Regions from separate parts of the Sus scrofa genome. Here regions 1 and 3 are each linked to region 2. Evidence: chromatin contacts called from public Hi-C and promoter capture Hi-C data. All regions are on one chromosome and are shown on one strand. The core of a region is the stretch at or near the end of the contact, and the rest is flanking DNA. Distances in the headings are between cores, read along the strand shown. Region 1 overlaps ACOT7 (cytosolic acyl coenzyme A thioester hydrolase). Region 2 holds the start of GPR153 (probable G-protein coupled receptor 153). Region 3 holds the start of ACOT7 (cytosolic acyl coenzyme A thioester hydrolase).

Region 1 (3,453 bases), core at 660-3,159, 73 kb before region 2:
ACCTGCGGCTGCACGAGGCCAGCCTCTCTGGGACCCCAGATGGAGGTGGTGGTCCTGGGAATTTGTCCATTTTCCAAGGGCTTGTGGCCTGTGTCCCTGTGCTCATTCAGCCCTGCTGGTCACTGGTGGTCCCGGGAGCCAGGGAGGCAGGCACACTGCAGACACCACAGCACGCTGCCCACTGCTCACGGCCCTCCTGGCTGAGGATGGAGGTGCTTCTCACACGGTGGGCTGGGTGCCAGGCCGGGAAGGTCCCCCTCGGCCCTCCTCTCTCCTGTGGAAACATGACCCTGAAGCCCCATATGGCTGTCAGCTTGGCTCCCCACGAGCAAACCTGCGGGAAGCCCATCCTTCTTTGGGAGTCACCAGGCCCTTTGGGGGACCTTCCCTCCCCTGAGGGCTGCTGGTCCCGCGGTCCCGCCAGGGCTCAGCCTCTGCCTCTCTCTCCTCCCTCCAGGATCATGCGGCCCGACGACGCTAACGTGGCTGGCAATGTGCACGGAGGAACCATCCTGAAGATGATAGAGGAGGCTGGAGCCATCATCAGCACCCGGCACTGCAACAGTCAGGACGGGGTGAGCGCCGGGCCACGGGGAAGGTTCTGGGCTCCATTCCCTCTGTGGCCTCTCGCCTCTGTCGGGTCAGGAAAGGAGGTTCATTGTTGTTGTTGTTGTCTGGCTGTGAACACGGCTTGCAGAAGTTCCCAGGCCAGGGCTCGAACCCACACCATAGCTGCTACCAGAGCCATAGCAGTGACCACGCCCGATCCTTAATCACTGAGCCACCAGGGAACTCCCAGGAAAGGGATTTGGATGGAGCCCAGGCCCAGAGCCTTCCCCTCCCTGGACCCCAGGCCTGGGGGCTTCCAGAAGCTCTGGCCCTGGATGGGAGATGCCTTGGATTGGCGCTTGGTTTGGGGCTCAGCAAGGAGGGGTGGGGGCTTACAGAAAATGAGCTGAGATTTAAAAAAAGGAAAGAAAACAAGCTGAGAGCCAGCTACCAGAGCTACCTTTTCCTTTTTCTTTTTCTTTTTTTCTTTTCAGGGCCGCCCCCGTGGCCTATGGAAGTTCCCAGGCTCGGGATCGAATCGGAGCTGTAGCTGCCGGCCTGCACCGCAGCCACAGCAACGTGGGATCCAAGCTGCGTCTGTGACCTATACCACAGCTCACGGCAGCGCCGGATCCTTAACCCACTGAGCAAGGCCAGGGGTGGAACCCACATCCTCACGGAAACTAGGCGGGTTCGTTACCACTGAGTTATGATGGGAACTCCCCAGAGCCACCTTTTCAGCCCTCCCCTGTGTTTGGAAATAGTCTTAGCTTCCTGATTCCCATGGGCCCACCCCCAGATCCTGTGTGGGTGGCAGCTCACCCTGGTGTCAGACTGCCTGGGCCCAGGGTCCGTGGGCAAGTCTGGGGCTCTCCCCTTGGTGGCCTCTGGGCTGTGGGCCTGGCAGGTCTGCACAGGCACCTGCGAGGGTGCCCGCTCTCCACCCATTGTCCAGACAGGGCCAGGCTTGTGGTTTTAGGGCTTCAGGGCATCTGCGTTGCTCATCCCTGCCCCCAGCCCTACGGGAGTGGACGTTCTCTCTGAAGGCCACCTGCCCGTGGGTGCTGGGGCAGGGGTCTGTACTGCAGCTGCCAGCTTGATGCCAGTTTAGAAGCAGCTCCCTGGGCAGCCCCAGGCCTCTAGGTACCTGTGGGCCTCAGCTAGCCACTTGCCAAGTCCCTGCCTTCCAGGCCCAGAGAAGGATGCTTGTGTGCTGGTGTAGTCTGCGCGTGAGTGTGCAGCATTGCATGTGTAGGTGAACGCAGCTGGGGTGAGTGTGAGGTGTGTGGGGCTTGGGCTGGGCCCTCGCCGTGGAGGAGGGCCTTTCCTGTCTGCTGCGGGTGCCCTAAGGCTCTGGGGCGGAGCCTGGGCTGGGTCAGAGAGCGCCCTCTGGTGGCCCTGAGGGGCCAGGCTGAGGCGGGAGCCCATGGCCTGGTAGACCCTCCTGGAGAGAGTGAGGGTCCCAGCCGGGCCTGGCAGCGAGCTGGAGCTGGACGTTGCGAAGGAAAAGCCCCCGGACTGGAGCGTGAGGAGGAGGGCCTGGGCCAAGTGGTTGGCAGAGCCCTCGGTGACCGCCAGCATGTGGCAAAGCGCCTAGCTTGTGTCATCCTCACGACACCCCTGGGATCATAGAGGTGATTATTTTTAATATCCCCACGGCACAAGTGAGGAGACTGAGCTAAGAGGTTGACTGCTTGCCCCAAGCCAGGTGGGAGGCACGTGGTTGCACTGGGTCTTGAACCTTTGCTCTGAGCCCCGTTCGTCCTGTTCCTGCCCCAGAGTGAGCCTCGGGCACAGGTGTGCGAGGCTGGCTCTGGGCTGGTGGTCCCAGGAGACAATCTGGGATCCCAGGCTCAGGAAGAGGGTGTGACCCCCCCGCCCCCAGCAGCTCCAGGGGGCTGATGCTGGCCTCTGGGGCTCTGGGCGGACCAGGGCACTGCCACCCACAGTCCCCTGGTGGTTCCACCCAGCCAGCTTTAGTACCATGAGGTAGCCCCGAGGTTCTGTGTCCAGCCAGCTCCACCTGGGTCTTTGACCTGGACGAGCCGAGAACACTCAGGACCTGCTCCTAGGTGACTTCTGCTCAGTAAGTGACCTCTGCAGCCTGTGGTTTCCTCAGGTTAACACCTGCAGCCTCTGTTGACTGCCTTCCTCACACCCGTGGACACTGGCATCCAGTCCTGTTGGCTTCGCCTCCTGGATGGTTCCAGGTCTGAGCGCTGTGCACCAGCTCCCCCGGCATCTGGGCTGAGCCACCGTCACTTCCCTCCTGAAACAGCCTCCTAACAGTGGCCTCTGCTCCTCCTGCCCCTCGCCTGCGCTCCATCAGCCGCCAGAGAGACCTGTCCCTCTGTGCCCTCAGCACGCCCTCGGGCCATGCCGGCATTCCTGCCCCAGGGCCTTTGCACTGGCCCCTCCCCTGCCTGGGCTGCTTGTCCCCCAGAGACCCGCTTGGCTCCCCCGTCCTTCCAGTCTCTGTGTAAATACGATCTCCGCTGTGGCCTTCCCCGCTGGCCGGCTCCCTCACTGCTCCCAGCTCCTCCCCCATTGCTCTGTGGCTCCTGGCACTGTGCTTTGCTCGTTTAACTTTGGGCCACCTGCCCCACTAGAGTGTCAGCCCCACCAGAGCAGGGACTTTGGCCCATCGATTTCCCGCTGGACACTTGGCACTCCTGTTGGCTCTGCGTCTGGAAGTGTCCTGAGGGCTTCTGTGTGACACACCCTCGTGGAGCACCAGTGCTATGCTGCAAGCTGGACATTCCTTACCTGGGGAGTCTTCTTAACCCCCCTCTGCAGGTGTAGAAACAGGCCAAGAAAAGCCACAGGGCTTCCCAAAAGTCACAGAGCTGCATCCTCGGAGCTGGCAGCAGCCGAGGGGGCCCTGTTGGCTGTGGGGCAGGTGCA
Region 2 (3,925 bases), core at 1,253-3,752:
GTGTGTGCATTCAATGTGTCTGTGCTCATGTGTGAAGTGTGAGGCTGTGCACGTGTGAGGTGTGAGTCTCTGAGCACACATGATGTGTGAGTCTGTGTGTGTACATGTGAGGTGTGAGTCTGGATACTTGTGGGATGTCTCCGTGTGCTCACATGTGAGATGTGAGTCTGTGCACACACAAGGTGTGAGGCTGTGCACACACGAGGCATGAGGCCGTGTGTGCATCTGGCCTAGCAGCCGCTCCAGGGCAGATCAGCTGCCAAGGCCACTGCAGGGACCAGCCCCACCCCCACGCACAGCTGAGAGAGGCCCCTCCAGCAAGCCCTCCTGGCGGTGGCGCCTGGGTGAAATGTTCCCGACTCAGGCTCGTCCCTGAAGCCTGGAGATGAGACTGGCCGCCAACAGCTGCAGCCTCGCACGGGGCTCCCTCGGGCCCCAAGAGAGAATGAGGCTCCAGATGTGCAGAAACACCCGCCAAGACCTTCGGAATCTGTCTCGGGCCCCCGTCCCGGCTGACGGGGTTATTTCCTGCCTGGGAGCCTGAGGAGGGAACATGCTTACAACGAGAGGCCACAGCAACCCCACCCCGCCTGCCCCTTGGTCCCCTGGAGGCTGCCTCAGCCTCCCAGCTCCAACCATGCCCTGTGCCAACTTTCTGAAGGCGCTGGGCGGTGTCCTGGGCAGGGAGGGATGAGGCGGCCTGCCCTGCTGGGCGAGCAGACAGCCCAGCCAAACCTTGGTCTGAGAACCCAGAGTCAGCCACGCAGCCCCCAAAGTGCCCGAGCCCTGCAGTTCAAGGCAGCCATCGGACACTCACCTCCCACCTGCCCCCAGAGCCAGCGGAGCCAGGGGCAGGGCACTAGTATAGGCGGCAGTGGTGAGCTGGGCTGCTGGAGATGCGCTTGGGGCCACAGGCCCTCTGCCAGCTGGGCAGCAGCCCGGCCCAAGGCTCTGGATAGCTGCCTTGCTTGTTTGCCTTAGAAATGCCACGTTTGACTACCAGCTGCCCTCCCTCAGTCTCCTACCACTGGTGGCCTACTTATAACCAGGGCCACATGGGCAGGGAGCTGGCTCACTAGGGACCCTGACCACCCAGAAGCCACATACAGGGAGTGCATGGCCTGGGGCTCCATATTCACCAGCCCTGCTTCCTTGTGCAGCCTTTTATACAAATACCTTTACTTTTGTCTCATGACCCTAGGAGTTCCCTGATGGCTCAGTGGGTTAAGGACCTGGCATTGCCACTGCTGTGGCTTGGATCGCTGCTATGGCGCTGGTTGGATTCCTGGCTGGGAAACTTTTGCATGCCACAGGCATGGCAAAACGAACAAAAACCAAAAAACTGACCCTATGGCTCACTCTAGGTGCCCTAAAAGCTGCTTCTGATTCCCCAGCTGTTTCTGGGTGTGGAGACAGTCAGGCAGGCGCAGGAGCTAGGCTCTCCAGCAGCACAGGCAGCACTGGCTGCATTTGGTTGACTCTAGTTCTGGGCAGGTGGCCGCCTTCCTCCAGACACAGGGCCGCCCACTCATGGATGCTGCCCAGATGCGTGGCAGGACAGTGACAAGTGACTCCAGAGGCCTTTTGTCCAGGGTGTGTGTGGTCACTGGCTTCCTAGAACAGACAGACTGGATCCTCTGGCTGGATGGGAGGCCAAGATGCCAGAGGCCACTCTCTCTTGTGACCTGGGCCCCCAGAAACCCCCATCAAGAGGACTAATAATAGGTTTCCCCATCTAGCCTATAGGTGACAGCCTGTGACCCCACTAGGAGTGCGAAGTGCAGGGGGAGCTCCTGAGAGAGGGGAGAGGGTCAGGGGCTCCAGGGTGCAGGTCCCAGCCCCTCCCAGCTGCGTGGTTGTGGTCTCAGCTTCACAGAGGACATTTGAGCCCATGGCAGGAGAGGCAACCACCCCGCAGCCCAGGGGTGCATTCACTTGATTCGAGGGCTGAAGCCCTCAGGCCGAGGGGCGGTTTAACCTCGGGGGGCCCATCCTCACCTCTCCCTGCTGCGCCCCCTCCCCATCCCACCCCAATTCCCAGGCCCCCCTCGTCCTCTCCACGCCCCGCCTCTATGGTTCACCTCGGAGGTGGCTTCCTTCGGGAAAGCCTCCCTGAGGCCCCCAGCCCCGGCCCTAGGTTCCCACCGTCCATTCCAGCCCCAGGCCCCCTTGGCCTAGGTCTTCCCCTGGCATCGGGAGTGTGGACGGACCCAAGACGGCAGCGAGAGGCCGAAGCGCGGTCCCGGAGCCGCGGGAGGCGCCGCCGTCCCAGGGGGCTTCGGCTAGGCGGCGCGGGTGCGGAGGGCGCGCCTCCGCCAGCGCGAGAAAGACAGCGACCGACAGACGCGCGGACAGACACACCGACGCGCCCGGCCGCGCCTCCGAGGGGCGGGGGCGGGGCGGTCCGAGGGGCGGTGCGGAGGCCCCGCGGAGGCATGCGCCCTGCTCCGCCCCCCGCCCCCGGCCGCCCGGGCGCAGCCAGCAGAGCGGCGGGAGCGGAGCACGGCGGCGGCGGCGGCGCGAGGGGAGGGAGGGGCAGAGGGGCGGCGGGGCCGAGCCGAGCGCAGCGGAACGCGCCGGCCACGGGCGGCCGCCGCCAGGATGCCCCGGCCCGCGGGCCGCTCCGCCGCCGGCCATCCCCGCGGCCCCCGGCGGCCCGCGCTCGGCCCGGGGGCGCGGGAGCTGCAGCCGGAGCCGGAGGCAGGAGCAGCGAGCTGGAGCCCCGGGCGCCCGAAAGCCGGGTGAGCGCCGCCGCCGTGGTCCGGGGGTTGGCTGGGCGGGAGGACCCCGGGCAGGGGACCCGAGAGAGGACTCCGGCCGGGGAGGGGCTGTCCGCGGTCTGTCGGTCACGGGGTCGGTCGGATGGTCGCGGACACCGCTTCAAGCTGCGCACCCCTCCCCAACTTAGGGACCTCGGGGTAACTTCCCGAGAGCCACCCCTTCTTCTGGGCCTGGCAGCGCCGCCCCCGAGCGGGGGGCTTGCTTGCTGGAGGCGGGGCTGCCGGGTCTGGGGGTCGGGGGCCCATCCTTGCCCCGCGAAACCCGGGGGAGCGTCCGGGGACCGCAGTCCGGTCAGCGTCGGCTCCAGGCTGTGGCTCGGACGCGCCCTCGGGGCTGGGCAGGGCCGGGGGGCCCCGCTGGGGCCGGAGCGCGCGCCGGGGTCGGGCGGGGGATCCGAGGGCCGAGCAGCAGGGACCGCGGGGCTGGGGGGCGGGCGTGGCGGGCGGGGGGCGTGGCGGAGATGTCGAGGCTCCGGGCCGCGAGCTCCGCCCTGGGCGGCGGCCGAGCAGGCCCTTGCAGGACGCACGGGCAGCAGCGCGGGCGGAGAGCAGCCTGGGGGCGGCAGCCCGAGCCCGGGAATCCTTTCAAGTTCTGGGTTCTCTTTGTTGCGCAATAGAGCCCTGGGGCCATGCGGCCTCATTGGCCCAGGGCCCTGACGTCACGCCGGGGCCCCGCCCGCAGGCCCTGCGGAGGGAGTCCAGCGGGTCCCAGGGACGCTACACCTGCAGCCTGCCCTACGACGTCCTGGGGGGAGAGGGAGGGAAGGGAGGGTCCCTGGGGACCCAGGGTTGGGGGAAGTCCAATCCTGAAAGGCCATGGAGACTCCTTGAGTGTGATGCGGGAGAAAGTTCCCCCGCAGGGGGCAACAAGACGCCTGGGGTGTTAGGGTCTGGCCTCTAGGGTCCGCTGCTCCCTGTGAAGAATGAACGTGGAAGGTGTGTGACCAGTGAGTCGCTGGTCATCAACCTGGAGGAAAGGGGACTCCTTGCTCCCACAGAGCCAGCCCCCTCTCACTCTGCGTTTGGAGGCTTTGCTGTCCACTCCCCACCTCAGTGATAGATCAGGACACCGGGCTCAGGAGTCCACACACCCAGCTTTCAAACCTCCTCCATGTGTTGCATGGGGCTCTGAGCCTCCGTGTTCC
Region 3 (3,372 bases), core at 148-2,647, 100 kb before region 2:
CCGATTAGACCCTTCGTCTGGGAACCTCCATATGCCTCGGGTGTGGCCCTAGAAAAGACACAAAAAAGAAAAAGATACAGATGTTGCGCCAGATCACTTTTGTTTTGTGTTTTTGGCCACTTTGCAGCACATGGAGTTCCCACACCAGCGATCAGATCCGAGCCAGTTTCAGCCAACATCACACCGGCAGCAATGCTAGAACCTTTAACCTGCTGTGCCAAGCCTGTGTCCTGGTGCTGCAGAGACAGCGCCCACCCCATTGCGCCCCAGCAGGAACTTGTCTGCCCCTCTCTGGCAGGGATCTGGCTGTTAATTCTGACCCAATCAGCCCATTCCCCAGTCTAGGACCCATGCTGAGTGGTGGTTACGCAGGCTTGCTGACCCTAGACACCTGCAGCGACTTAATTCGTGCTAGAAAATGACATTTTTAGTTTAATAATCTTGAAATGATAGACATGACCCGGTTTGCTCCCTCTGGTCCTGAGGCTTATAGATAAGTGGTGGGCTGCTGCTATGGTCTGGTAATACAGGTGTGACCAGGAGGAACTATTTAGTTTCGTATAAATAGGTCTTCAAATTGCACTGGAGAACTTGAGTTATGTGGGTTTTGATTTTCAAAAATCTGACTATAGAAGCAATTTATGTTCATTGCAAAACATTGGGGAAAAGTCATATGTAGTTTTATCGAGTAAAAGCGCTCTGAAATTACGACACAAAGATGTGTTCACCTTCCCCCTCTTTTTTGGGCGGATTTTGTGACCTCAACTTGGCCTGGACTCCCTTGCAGGGGATACAGTATGCAAAAGAACCTATTAGCATCTTTGGGGCTCTTCACTGCAGGTCAGGCACTCCCAGGACAATGCTCAGCGCTCTAGAAAAGTCTCCTTGGAATAACCCAGAGGTGCTTTGCAATTGCAGGCTGGGGCAGCAGAGGCCTGACGGCTTCTTGCTCCCCGTTTTGCGCACCCTAGCCTGGCCAGGAAGGCTCCTTTACGAGAAAACCGCCTCCAGTTTCCTCTCGAAGTTGATCTGAGAAAGCGCGACCAGGCCACCGCCTCCCGCAGGCCTCTCCGCCCACGCAGGCATCTGGGTCTCAGGTGCGGCCTCGTCGCCTCCTGGGCGCGCCCCAGGCCCGCGGATGGGGTAACGACGCGAACAAACACGCGCAGGGCGAGGCTGACCCTGGTGGCTGCCCAGCCCCGCGCCCGTGCCTCTCAACGGCCGCCGAACCTTCTGGAAGCGGCGCCCCGCCGCGGCCCCACAGCCGCCGCCAGAACCGGACGCCCAGGGAGCCGACGCGGGCCGGGGGGCGGGGCGGAGGCGAGCGCGCGGGGCGGGCCTTCGCAGGAGTCTGTGTTCGATTCGCGGTCGGCGCGCAGGCCCCGCCTCCCTGGCACCATGGCCCCGCCTCTCCCCTCCCCCTCCATGGCGCCACCCGGGCTCATTCATTTCGCCCCGGGCCTGCCAGACACCTGCGTTCTCCCTCGGCCGCCCGCCTCCGCTGCTGCCGCTGCCGCCGCCGCCGCCGCCGCAGCCAGCATGTCGGGCCCCACCGCGGATACCCCGTCCGCCATCCAGATCTGCCGGTAAGCGTGGCGTGCGGCGGCAGGCGGCCAGGATTCCGAGTCGCCGCCCGGGCCTGGCCGACCCTGTGCGCCCTCCCCTCCTCAGTCCCCGCCCCCGCCGGGCCGGTTACCTCCGGACTCCGCCCGCCCGCCGCGGCTGGGATGCGCCTCCGGCGCCGCAGAGCCGGCAGCCTCACCGCGTCTCTCTGCCGGCCTCCGGCGCATCTCCGGTCACGCAGGCCGTTTGCATGAGGAAGCGGTGCGGAGCCCTTCCCCTGGGCGGGGGTCGGAGCGCATCCCCCCTCTGCCCAGCCCAGCCCAGCCCTGCCCCGCCCGGTGCCCGAACGCGCCGAAGCCCCAGCCCAGGTCCCAGTGAGCCCCCTAATTCGAGGTCGTGATCCGGGCGGTGGTGCAAAGCCAACCGGATATCCCGACCTGTGCGGCGCAAGTAACCCGCTGGCTGGGCGGCGGCCGGAGCCCATCGGTGGGCGCCCGAGTGGGCGGGGGCTGCAGATATGCAGTCCCTCCTGTCCGCTGCCACGGTTTGGGGCGGGGCGGGGGGAGCAGGCTGTTAACAGCAAGAACAGGAAATGCCCTTCCTCTGTAACACTGCACTGCTAGGAGGGGAGGATGGTCGTTGAGCCCGGAAGCATCTTACACAATGGGGGCAAAGGCTTGTTCTTGTTGGGGGACCAGCCCTGCCTTTCTCCACCGGCACCGGCAGATCGAGGGCCTGGAGGACGCGCGGGAGATCGCGAGCCGGCTCATTTCCGACAGGAGCGGGAGGGCAGCCTCAAGGTTACTCTCCATTCCCTGGGACCGAGTGGAAGCAGGCACGGTGGCATTTGAGCTAAGGAGGGGCGAGGAAGCTAGGAAGGCCGAATGGTGGCTGGGGCCTGCCACGGGGCCTGTGCTGCTTGATGCCTCGGCGGAGAGTGACAGCGGCTTCCTGTTTGAGGGCCAGTCCTTCAGATTTGGAGATTGGGCATCACACTGACCTTGGGTCCAAGCCAGATTAGTTTCCTGTGAATGCCGGCATCTCTTTAGAAGAGGCAAAGGCTGGGCATACACTATGGTATCAAGGGGGTGCCCTGAATCCTGACCTCAAGGGCAGTTTTGATCTTTCTAGGGAGAGGAATTCTCTGGGGAGGGGGGGGTCTTTCACCACTGATTTGTTATTGGCTGTCTTGGCCCCACCCACTCCAAGTTCCAGGGGCAAAAATAATAGAAGTGGCTGATCCTGGGAGACAGAAGGGCCTGGAGTCTAGGCCTAAGATCCGTCTCTGCTGCGTATTGGCCAGGTGAACTTGGAGTTCATCTTTGCAAAGGGTTTTAACATCTCTCATGTTGCTCGGTTTGCCCAGCATCCCTGGGGAGGGAGGATGGCAGGAATCTCACCACTCTTGCTGTGGAAGAGGAGACAGGTCCTGGGAGACGCACTGCCTCCATAAGGTCATCCAGCCACAGGAGCGGGAGGGGCGGCTGCTGATAGGTCCTCTCTCTCCGGAGCTGCGTTTTTTGCACTGTGCTCTCCCCCAAATGGAATACTGATTTCAGGGTACTCAGAAAGGCTTATTACTTCCTCAGGGTGATGACTAGCCAGTCCATATATGTGACCGTTTTAAAAATCAGCTTCCAACCTTACTAGACACACTTCCGCGTGTGTGCCCATGCTTCTTTTTGCTTCTTAGCCGTGGTACTTGCCTATCTCTCAGATACTCACAATGGCATATTGTCTCTGAATGGGGACACATGGACAGGGCACCTGGCTGAGGTCGGCCTCAGGTGCCCAACACAACTGCCAGAG

Evidence for each region. Promoter capture Hi-C pulls out the DNA fragments that hold promoters and counts their contacts. A called contact is a pair of places that touch in the nucleus more often than the background predicts.
Region 1: a contact with region 2 is called in a Hi-C map of adipose tissue, with 2.6 times the contacts expected there. The contact joins the enhancer-like site here to the promoter of GPR153 in region 2. A contact is called at or near these places in 1 of 5 promoter capture datasets (liver), 27 of 47 Hi-C or Micro-C datasets (adipose tissue, alveolar macrophages, blood and 14 more) and 1 of 2 datasets of contacts at active chromatin or transcription factors (skeletal muscle).
Region 3: a promoter capture Hi-C map of liver shows a contact between it and region 2, with 4 times the contacts expected there. The contact joins the promoter of ACOT7 here to the promoter of GPR153 in region 2. A contact is called at or near these places in 2 of 5 promoter capture datasets (both in liver) and 21 of 47 Hi-C or Micro-C datasets (alveolar macrophages, blood, embryonic fibroblasts and 11 more).

Annotation. Positions count from the first base shown.
Region 1 is chr6:67,220,902-67,224,354 of Sscrofa11.1, reverse strand. It overlaps ACOT7 (cytosolic acyl coenzyme A thioester hydrolase), which reads left to right. Exons shown (of 9, transcript XM_003127525.6): 2 at 458-575. Among named protein-coding and RNA genes, the nearest start is that of ACOT7, 31 kb to the left of the region's middle. Within about 2 kb of position 1,909, at least 16 of the 83 cell types and tissues checked have an H3K27ac peak or open chromatin away from gene starts, as enhancers often do. A contact at or near this core is called in adipose tissue, alveolar macrophages, liver and 1 more, where this site is marked.
Region 2 is chr6:67,147,896-67,151,820 of Sscrofa11.1, reverse strand. GPR153 (probable G-protein coupled receptor 153) reads left to right here and starts at 2,502. Exons shown (of 7, transcript XM_021095249.1): 1 at 2,502-2,741.
Region 3 is chr6:67,252,122-67,255,493 of Sscrofa11.1, reverse strand. ACOT7 (cytosolic acyl coenzyme A thioester hydrolase) reads left to right here and starts at 1,397. Exons shown (of 9, transcript XM_003127525.6): 1 at 1,397-1,586. The coding sequence starts at 1,399.